3 separate regions of the Mus musculus genome follow, and regions 2 and 3 are each linked to region 1. A link is a contact called in public Hi-C and HiChIP or PLAC-seq data. All regions are on one chromosome and are shown on one strand. Each heading gives the region's core, a stretch centred on a gene start, on an enhancer-like site or on the middle of the called end of the contact. The rest is flanking DNA. Distances are from core to core; before and after follow the strand shown. Region 1 has its middle 7.6 kb from the start of Gm32330. Region 2 has its middle 30 kb from the start of 9530052E02Rik. Region 3 has its middle 89 kb from the start of Gm15418.

Region 1 (3,446 bases), core at 281-2,780:
TACCTAGTATGCTCTCTGAGACCTTCAAAGATCTGGGAAGCTTAGGGAAGGGAAGGATGGCTTTATCTCCCTTAAGGATGTTCTCGTAAGGAGGGTTCTCCTGCCAGCCTCCATCAACAATCCAGGCCCCAGAATCCAAGACTGACCAAGTGTAGTAAAACCCCCATGTTGGCCAACGACAGCATTCTAGCTCTGAGTTTCCTGAGCCTCCATTATCTTATTCTTTTTCTTCTGTGCTTCCAGGATTAACATTGGAGACCAAGGCACTTTCCCTGTCTCTTGATTTCTTCATGTTCAAAGAATCTGTTTCAGGATGACATGTTCTGAACCCCGTTGCGGTGTTTCATGCTTTGCCTCTGTAGAGCAGTATCCAACCAGAATGCTTGGGTTGTCTAGAGACATCTAGACTTCATGCACCTGCTTATGCACACATCTGGGTACCCACTCGGGAGAGAAAGGAAGCACACAGGTCGGGGAGCAAGGTCCTTGGATCTTCAGTAACACCCCTTTCTCTCTGTCCTATGGCTTCCATGGACTGTACTGCCAAAAGGCAGTGTCAATGAAAAAACAGGCATCTCACTGGCTCTCATAATGTCCCATCTGCTCCCCGGGCTCCTCCTGCAACACAGAGCCATGCTTTGGAAACTCTGGGGATCAATTTCATTCACTCTGAAGTTACCATTCACTTCATCTTTGGTGGTCTCCAAACTCTTCTGGAAGGGTCCCTGAATATCATGCTGGTTTCTTGCTAGACAACTGATTTGGCTGGTGTGTGTGTGTGTGTGTGTGTGTGTGTGTGTGTGTACGTACACACATATATGCATGTGTACCTCTGTGTACAGGCTCCCATACCATTTCCTACATGGATAAAACTCTTCTCCAAAATTACAAAAGAATTACTGAGGGCATCTCAATGAATTTGTTCTCTTTATTTCTTAAAATAATTTTGTTTTAGATATAGTAAAAATAATAATAGCTCTGTTTTCTTTTTGTTTTTATTACATTGAAATGAAACATGTCTATATTGCATGCAACCTGCTTGGAATTTCTAGAAGATAGTTGCAAGACTGGATGTCTAACTCCAGGCAGCCTGATGCTTAGCTTAGGGACCCCTTCCTCTCCTTCAGCAAAGGAAGCCTCGATTTACACCTCTATAGACCCATCTCAGCAAGTTCAGTCTTTCCATTAACCCCTGGTAGCCACAATGACTTCCTAATACCAGTTAATTAACAAACACTGGTGCTCCAACAGATGAATTCCTGGGAGAGTCTTTGGTGTGGTCCCCAGACTGCAGGAGCAGAGCGCAAGCTTTTTCCTTTGTTCTTCCAACACTTTCCTTGTGGGCCACAAAGTACTTTGAATCTCAAATGAGCTCTCTAATTAGTCTCTGCCGGCCTTCCTGCAGGATGGGCAGGGCTGTCGATTATCTCCACTTTGCAGATAGTAACAATTTACAGGACTTGGCTGAGGTCACCGGAACATTAGCATCTCAGCCAGAATACAACTCTTAGTCACTAAGCCCAGTCCTCCTACTCTGTTCCCTAGACAACTCCCTCCATCCTCTTGGCATTGGATCTGTACTTGCAGGGAGACCTTATTGTAACACTGTGAACTCCAATTTGGTGCTTGAGGCCTGGAGGTAAAAGGGGGACTTGAGGAAAGGTGTTCTGGCGTGTTTGTTTTATAGATAATACTCTACTGACTGGCTTGGCAACTCTGCGTGCACTTGTGTCTCAAAAACAAAAAAAAATGTCATTTACACAATCCATAGACTATCTTCATGGCCTAAATATTTCAAGGCCAGACCAAGTGAATACACCACCGGTGGGTGATTCTCAGCAACTAAGTATGCTTGTGTGAGGTTTGGGGACTCACTGTGCCCTGTGGTGATTGCAGATGAGATTCCCCACTGCCCAGTGCTCTGTGCATGTGATTTGAGCCTCTTTCTGTTGTATTGGAGAGCTGTGACACGGGGAGGCACATCTTTTCTCACCTCCTGAGGAGACACCAGAACTCTGTGTGGCCAAAGTACAGGGCTGTGTTAACCAGAACCAGGTCTCTCAAGAAACATAGAAGTGCAAGCTGCACAAACCCAGCTCATCATTTATTGACAGGAGCCTTAGACGCAGGCGGGACCAGGGGCTGCTATTGGACGGTCTACAGGCAAATTTCCGAGAGTGCCAGAGCTGAAGAACGAAGACATAGACTTTGATTCCTAAATCTCCAGTGCTCAGGAACGCTGTGGTCACGGCAGATGTGTGTTTATTCATGATATTCAACTGACGCAGACTCCCAGACTCCGTTCCCCACCCTCTCTGAACAGTAAACAAGTCCTCCCCATGACTGTGGGAACGGACTAATGAGTAATTACACGTTTGAAAGTCACCAGAATGGAATCCCAGGGGTGGACCCCTGAGTAAAGGAGAGTTGTGGGATAAATGCAAACACATTCTTTGGATTCCAGATCCCAGTGTGGTGCCAGGGTGCAGCTTCCCCAGGGAGGGCATGGAGGTACAGTAGGCCGCAGAGCTGATCCTATTAGCCACCTCACTTGGGCACTGATCCAAGAAGGCTAGCTGTAAACATGAATATTATTGTTCAGATCTTTGCTCTGTCTCATTCAAATATAGAAAGCTACATAAACATAAGGGAATTCTCTAAGAAGTATTTATCTCAATCCAAAGCAAGGAATGACTTCTGTGTTTGTTTGTTTGTTTATCTGTAGTGGTAGCATTAGTGTATTTGAGTTAGTGATCCAAGAAATGGGCATACTTTATGTTTGGGAAGTTGCAACCAATACCAGCATCACACTGACACATTCATTCATTTAGCCTTCCAGAGACACAATAAACAGCTCTGAGAACTATCAAAGCTAATGATTTAGTCCTCTCCCCATAATCATAAATGTGGCAGGTCACACACCCTTATAGGTGAATCGAATCCTGAATGTGGTAATCAGTACAAACAATTACTAACTGCTAAAACTGCTTAAAGTCTGCCGAGGCTGTCTGCCATTGGTAGCTAGAAGAAACCCCAACCAGCTGCTCCTTTTCGGCCAACCAGCTGATCATTTCAAACATAGTTGCACAGACATTAATTTGAATGATGGCTGTATGTCACTTCTAGGGAACAGACCAGAGGCGAGTAGGATTTCTCTCAGGGTAGTCTTCAGGCTTTATGCAGGGAGCAAACCGGCTTTCTTCAAAGGTTAGCTTCACCACAGGTGGTCTATCCCTTCTGAAAGACTCCTCCAGTCCCCACAGGCTGACCCCTGTTCCCATGGCAACCTGAGAAGTACAGGGTTGTTGAAAACAATTCTTTAATTTGTTTACTATTTCAAACTCAAGAACACGCCCCAAGGTTTCAGTCTCTACTCCAGAGTCTGCTTTTCTGACGTTTGAAAGAAAAACAGGAACAAAACCCCTTAGTGCTCTTTTACATGGAAG
Region 2 (3,178 bases), core at 263-2,762, 310 kb before region 1:
CGAATTCAAATTACCAGGCTGCATTCTTGTTATCTACTGATGCAGATGTCATCAGCTTAATCATCTGTCATATATCTGGAAAGTTCCATAATGCCCGAAGAAGGAGAAACCACCTTCGTAGCCAATGCTGAACACATACTTGCCCAAGTCAGGAGGAAGCCATCCCTCCTGCCAGCTTCTCTCCACGCCCCCACCCCCTACCCTCCACCCCCCCACTCCCCACTCCACACCCACCCCCATTGCTTGATACTGCAATACTGTCCCAGAGCTATGGCACTGGAATGGGTGAGCAGCTTCACTGCCAGGCAGAGACTAAGTGGCTGATGCCATTACTCCATCTTCATGCTCCTCTTGTTTGTACAAGAACAAATTTACTCAGCCCTTTTGCTCCCAAGAAGGAAAGAACTTCAGAAGTCTCTGTTCATGTTGTCAGCAGGGGACAGACCCATCCCACGGGCAAGCACCCAGCTACAGGCTTGCCATATGTGACTCCTGGGTGAAAACCATGGCTTCTCTCTCTCTTCCACCACTGGTCCCTGGGTCAACTTTGCCCGAGCCATCTATCACTGGCTCTCCGTCCCCTGCCGTGCCCTCTCAGCCAGGCCTGGGCAGAGTCTGGTCCTGATGCCAAGCAAGTGCGGGTTCATTGCCGTGGCTTCTGCAGGCCCACGGACGGACGGCAGCCGCACGGATGCTCCTGAACTTTCGAGGATCAGCTCAGGGTTGTTCGGTTCATGCCTGCAGCAGCTCGCTGGCCAGTGGCCAGGGTTTTGTTTACTGCTCTCAGAGCAGACGTTCGCCTTCCTCCCGCCTGGGCCATTTTCTGAAGACATTAAGCTCTTGGCTCAGTGTCCTCGCCTCCTGCTTCCGGCTGCGCTGCCTGGCACGGCCACGTCCGGTCAAGTGGCTGATCCAGCTCTGAGCTCCTCTGTCCTCCTGGCCCACAGCAAGGCCGGCTTCGGGCCCTCCCCACCAGAGACTTTTCCCTTTGTGTTGCTTTCCTCCTGGGAGTTATTAAAGTGGGTACACTCCCCTAGGCTTTGAAGACAGGGTGGGCACATGCAGTTCCTCCCTGGCAGTCAAAAGTTCACATAATGCCTTCAGTGTGAGTCAAGTGTGTGTCTCCCATCTTGTTCCAGTCAATTGCTGCCTGGGTTTGTCTTCTGAGATCTAAATCTCAGCCTTCGTCTGGAAGTGAACTCGCCTCTGGACACCCCAGGCAGGCCAGTGGAAGGCAAGGGCAGCTGACAGGAACTTTTTGACTTCTTGCCTGGCATTCTCCTAGGACCGGACACCAAGCTGCCAGGCTCAGGATGCTGACCCTGTCTTTCTGCTTCACCCTGCCCTATGCTCCCATCCCATTGCTCCGGAGAAAGTTAGCTGGAAGGGCCCAGGCGTGACTGAAAACCTGCTCAAGCTTGAGTCAATAGCCACACCTGAGGCAGGGAGTCCTCGGGAGAGCAGCTTTCAGCCAGGCCCCTCCAAGAGCCTCCACTCATGGATGTTTATCTGGTGACTCAGTCAGGATACAGGGCCAGATGGTTGGCTTCTTGACTGTTTAAGGAAAGCACCCACCCTAAAGGGGCCTCACGCTGCTGCTTCCACTCTGAAGCTCCAGCCTTTTGTTAAGAGCCCTTACCAGCTATCTTGGGGAGGGAAAAACAGTGTTTCCTTTTTATTTAAGAACAGGTAGATACGATAAGTGATAGTTTAATTGCAGCATGGTCAGTACTACAAGTTATTGAAGAATGGGAAGAAGTCTGTCTATCTGTCTCTCTGTCTCTTCTCTCTTTTTCTGTCTCTTCTCTCTCTCTCTCTCTCTCTCTCTGTGTGTGTGTGTGTGTGTGTGTGTCTCTCTGTCTCTGTCTCTCTGTCTCTGTGTGTCTCTCTGTGTGTCTCTCTGTGTCTCTGTCTCTGTCTCTCTCTCTCTCTCTCTCTCTCTCTCTGTGTGTGTGTCTCTCTCTGTCTCTGTCTCTCTGTCTCTGTGTGTCTCTCTGTGTGTCTCTCTGTGTCTCTGTCTCTGTCTCTCTCTCTCTGTGTATGTGTGTGTGTGTGTGTGTAGTGATCAATTGCTAAACATTATTTTTTTGAGACTGAATCTTTTATTGAACTTAGGGCTCAGAGTTCAGCTGGGCTGCTTTGCCAGCATGCCCCGAGGGTCTGTCTGCATGTCTCTACTCCCCCAGTACTGGGGTGACTGGCAGTATGACTGCACCCAACTTTTATGTGGGTGCTGGGGACTCACACTTTGGAGACTGTCCATAGCCAGCCATCTCCCTAGCCCCCCCTCTCTGTTGATTTTTTAGACAATAAGAACTCCTCATTTTTATTTGTAAAATACCACTCTGTAAATTAAGGAAGAACATCTACGTGGAACTCCATGGCCAGTGAACTTCTCTAAGCACAGGTTGCTTTAAATCTTAGGGGCATCAATACAGAGACTAAGGAAGGGACACTAGGAATCAACCCAGGCTGGTGTGTCTTTGGGCAGATAGTCTCTGTTAGCAGCAGACTGAGTTCCCTTAGCCTGTCTGGAAGTCAAGATGAAGTCCTTGGAAATCAGGCTGCAGCAGCTCCTAGTCTGCCTCGAGCTTTTCTCCATTCGTTTCTCCCAGGACATCACAGACCCTAAACAGGTGCTCTATCACTAAACCATCAGCCCACGCTGGCCTTGAACTCATGATCCTCCTGCCTCAGCCTCCAGCTGCCTTAACCTACAGGCTAGCTGGTTTTTTTCTTTATATCACTCGCAAAAGCTTAACTGATGAAGAATTAAATGAAGTTGACTAGGTTAAGACTGCAGACAGCTCCCTTTGTGGCAAACACAAACTCTGACCTCTCTCCCGCATAAACGGACCCTCAAGGACTAGATTCATCCGATACCTCTGCCATGATCACCCATCCACATGAGGTAGAGGTCTTCTGTTGGAGTCACAGATTTGATGATAAGTGACAAGCTTTCAAATGACCAAGAAGGAGCCCTGAAGGCCATTCACTGATTCACTAAGCAGATTGCTCTGTGACAGGGGACAGAATCAGATGGTAGCTGGGAGCATGGAAGTGGAGAATCCTTACGTCCCAAACCTAGGGGTCTCTCCACCCCATCACTACACACTGCTCTCTGGGATGCTCTCTTTCCTTCAACCCCACACAGACCAATTGCTGAGAACAGATCTGC
Region 3 (3,096 bases), core at 448-2,947, 430 kb before region 1:
GCAGAGACACCAGGTAGGAGCAGACACGAAGCCCCAGTCCTTGGGCGTCAGTGGTCACTGCTACAGTGTGGCAGCAATTACTTGGGATGTTGCATGTCTTAATGTGCATCTGGTTTTGTGACCTCCACCAGGGAACATTCCTAGACACACAGGCCATAACACTTCTCTTCCTCTGGGCTCGCACCCCACTGTTCTCCAGTGCACACCTTCAGGAGCATACTTATGTAGTAGACACACACAGCTCTCCACCTATTCACTTGCCTCCTTGCCAAACCTTTTCCCATCCACCTATGACCCTCTCCCTCTCTGACTTTAGCCAGGTGACTGACTGTAGCCAGTGAGTAGCAGCATCTCCAAGGCCAGAGAGACCAGCAGGTACCTGTGTGTGCTGCCATTTCCTTGTTCTGATGCTCTGTCTGGTCACACAAACTTATCTGAGCAATGGAAAGGCAGGTGGAGTAAAGTTGAGCCTCAATCCTCTTCTCTGAGGTCCCTGGAGGCAAGCAATGGCTCTGAAAACCCTCATTTGCAAGGAAATACAGCTAAACCTGCGGAGCCATCTAGTCAGTCTGCACTGACTAGCAAGAACTCAGATCAGCAGGAACCCAGAAGTGGGGATGCAGTGGACACTTTGTTTAACTGAACATTCCTGTTTGTTACTTAGCATTGCTGGGGCAGCAGATGGCGGATACACTCACAGGAGGCTGATGCTCGGCATGCTGGGAGCTCATTGAAAGCACAGTAAATGATCAAGTGCTGAGGGAAAAAAAAGATAACTTTTCTGTGAGATCACGGAGCCTACAGCATGCCTGGCTTGCTGTAGCACCCATGAGAGCCCATCAAAGCATGTTACGCAGTCTGAAATCACACTTGATAAACTCAATAATTTCTAGTCCTGTTGGAGCACCCGGCTGGCAAATGTGGGCTTCAGTTAAGCAATGTGAACCGAACAACGGAGACTGGAAGCCGAAAGGGAAACCTGTGCCCCAATTTCGCTTCATGAATTCCAAGTGTTTGGTGATAAATCTCAAAATGATCTAAGGCTTATTTTCCCAAAATGCCAGGAGGGAAAAAGTATAGAAAGGGGGCCATATTTTATAAGAACAATGGTGTGCCTGTTACAAACACATATATATTTCTGTTCGTCATTATGGAGGTATTTGTGCGCTTGCCAAGTGTGCTGCATGCCTCAGATTTAAAAGGCTAGAGAAAGATGGTTTTAATAAAGTTTCCTAATGTAATAGAAGACACATAATAACATCCTGCTTCAAATCTCTGGGAAAAGAAAAGTTCTTTTTGAAATGTTTTTCTTCCCCCTTCAAGAATTATTTTCAGCTAACAAGAAGAGGAAGGAACCATGAGGCCCTGAGCTGCCCCGTAGACTCATGGCTGCCCCTTTTTATGTGGTTGGTTGATGATATTATTAGGGGTTCAGTTACTCTGTAATCAAATGAAACAGCCAGAGAGCTAAAGGTAGGGTGATAAATGAGGTCCCCCAGGAAAGCCGGATTTCATTTCTGTCATGGGTCAAATTGGCAGATGACCTCATGTGAAATCAACACACGGAGGTCTGTGTCTTGTGACCCAGCGCTGGTGCTGGAAGACGGTGGCTGTCCTCACATGAGCACAGGCAGCCCTTCAAGTCACGGCTGTTACATAACAGCAAAGCAATGACACGGGATCTCTGCAGTCACCAAGGAACCTCTGGCAACCAGTCAGCTGTGACCTCAGCCTTACGCACGTCAGAGCTGTAGGTCACAGGGACATTTGTACCTGCTCTGTGTCTCGTGATTTACTCTCAGGAGTAAAAGCACCGGGTTTTATTGTTTCTCTGCTCTGTGGATTCTGCTGAAGGCATGTGCTCGGGGGGTGGGCAGCAGAACAGGACCAGCTCGTGGGCTTGGGAAAAACCCTGCTTCAAGTCATCAGCTGGTTCCTAGAAAGGAAGGAGTTTGAATGGCACCCTTTAGAGTCAGCAGTGTGCTGGAAGGAGATAGTGACCTCAGAGCTGTTTGTGAGGATGGAGACACCCAGGGGAGGTGCTGTCCTTAGCAAACAGGCAGAGGTGGCTATTCCTGATTGTAATCAGGTACTTGTAGTCTGTGGAATTGTGTCAAACTAGGACAGGTCCCAGAGGGGCCGCTCTATGATAGTCTCATCATCCAGCCCAGGGCTCCTTGCTTTGAAGAAAGGGTCATCCCCCAGAACTCTGTTCTGGCTCTCAGAGCCTTCTCCTGACTCTCAGGCTCACCCAATTTTCTCTGCTTTGCCACCTCCTGTGCTCAAAGGGGTGGTAACAAGATCCTGTGGTCTCTGAGTGCACACGTAACTCCTTCAGCAGCTGTTCTTTGTGGGTTTTTTATTCTTCCCATGCTAGAGAGGAGGGAAGTGAAGTGGAAGGCTAATCCTGGCCCAGCCTGCTTAGCAGAGGCATCCCACGTCTGCCTAGGTTCAAAGCCCATGTGACTTATGAGCTGTTTCAATGTGTGTATGCCAGGCTCTTGTCAATCACCATCTTTGAGTGGTGGGGTAGACACTGCTATGATGTGGTGACCATCCACCATCAACACTACAGCATCTGTGACTAAAGCCGAGGACCCTCTATCACACAGAGAAGTCCATCGGATGGTCAGAAGGCTTGGCATTAACAGTGAGGATTCTTGGTTGGGAAGAAGAACATAGGCTTCAGACTGACTCATAGATACCTTTTTCCATCTCTTTGCCTCTATAATCTCTCTCTTCTACCTATCTGCCTATCTTTCTATTATCTGTCTATCAATCAATCAATAAATCATCTATCCATTATCTCCCTATTATCTATTATCTGTGTATCAGTCATATCTATCATCAATCTACATACCTATTATCTACATATCAATCACATCTATTGTCAATCAATCAATCTACCTACCTATTATTATCTATCATATATCTATCAATTACATCTCTCATCTATCATTTATTATCTCTCTATCATAATTATCTAGTATCTATAATATGTCTCTTATTTGTTATCGATTTCCCATCACCTGCCCATCCATCCATCCACCCGTCCATCCATTCTCCCACACATATGCCCATACTATATCCTATTGC

The links. A called contact is a pair of places that touch in the nucleus more often than the background predicts. HiChIP or PLAC-seq counts read pairs in DNA pulled down with a chosen protein or histone mark.
Region 2: an HNF4G HiChIP or PLAC-seq map of pancreatic cancer cells shows a contact between it and region 1. The contact joins two enhancer-like sites. A contact is called at or near these places in 1 of 15 datasets of contacts at CTCF or cohesin (the NIH/3T3 cell line), 3 of 484 Hi-C or Micro-C datasets (bone marrow-derived macrophages, embryonic fibroblasts and nephron progenitors), 10 of 115 datasets of contacts at active chromatin or transcription factors (the NIH/3T3 cell line, astrocytes, embryonic basal ganglia and 6 more) and 1 of 9 other capture datasets (embryonic stem cells).
Region 3: a contact with region 1 is called in a Hi-C map of muscle stem cells, with 2.6 times the contacts expected there. The contact joins two enhancer-like sites. A contact is called at or near these places in 2 of 484 Hi-C or Micro-C datasets (cardiomyocytes and muscle stem cells) and 1 of 9 other capture datasets (embryonic stem cells).

The regions. Positions count from the first base shown.
Region 1 is chr8:10,664,030-10,667,475 of GRCm38.p6, reverse strand. No RefSeq gene overlaps it. Among named protein-coding and RNA genes, the nearest start is that of Gm32330, 7.6 kb to the left of the region's middle. Within about 2 kb of position 1,530, at least 121 of the 459 cell types and tissues checked have an H3K27ac peak or open chromatin away from gene starts, as enhancers often do. A contact at or near this core is called in the NIH/3T3 cell line, astrocytes, embryonic fibroblasts and 3 more, where this site is marked.
Region 2 is chr8:10,976,220-10,979,397 of GRCm38.p6, reverse strand. No RefSeq gene overlaps it. Among named protein-coding and RNA genes, the nearest start is that of 9530052E02Rik, 30 kb to the left of the region's middle. Within about 2 kb of position 1,512, at least 163 of the 459 cell types and tissues checked have an H3K27ac peak or open chromatin away from gene starts, as enhancers often do. A contact at or near this core is called in the NIH/3T3 cell line, astrocytes, embryonic fibroblasts and 2 more, where this site is marked.
Region 3 is chr8:11,097,257-11,100,352 of GRCm38.p6, reverse strand. No RefSeq gene overlaps it. Among named protein-coding and RNA genes, the nearest start is that of Gm15418, 89 kb to the left of the region's middle. Within about 2 kb of position 1,697, at least 113 of the 459 cell types and tissues checked have an H3K27ac peak or open chromatin away from gene starts, as enhancers often do. A contact at or near this core is called in muscle stem cells, where this site is marked.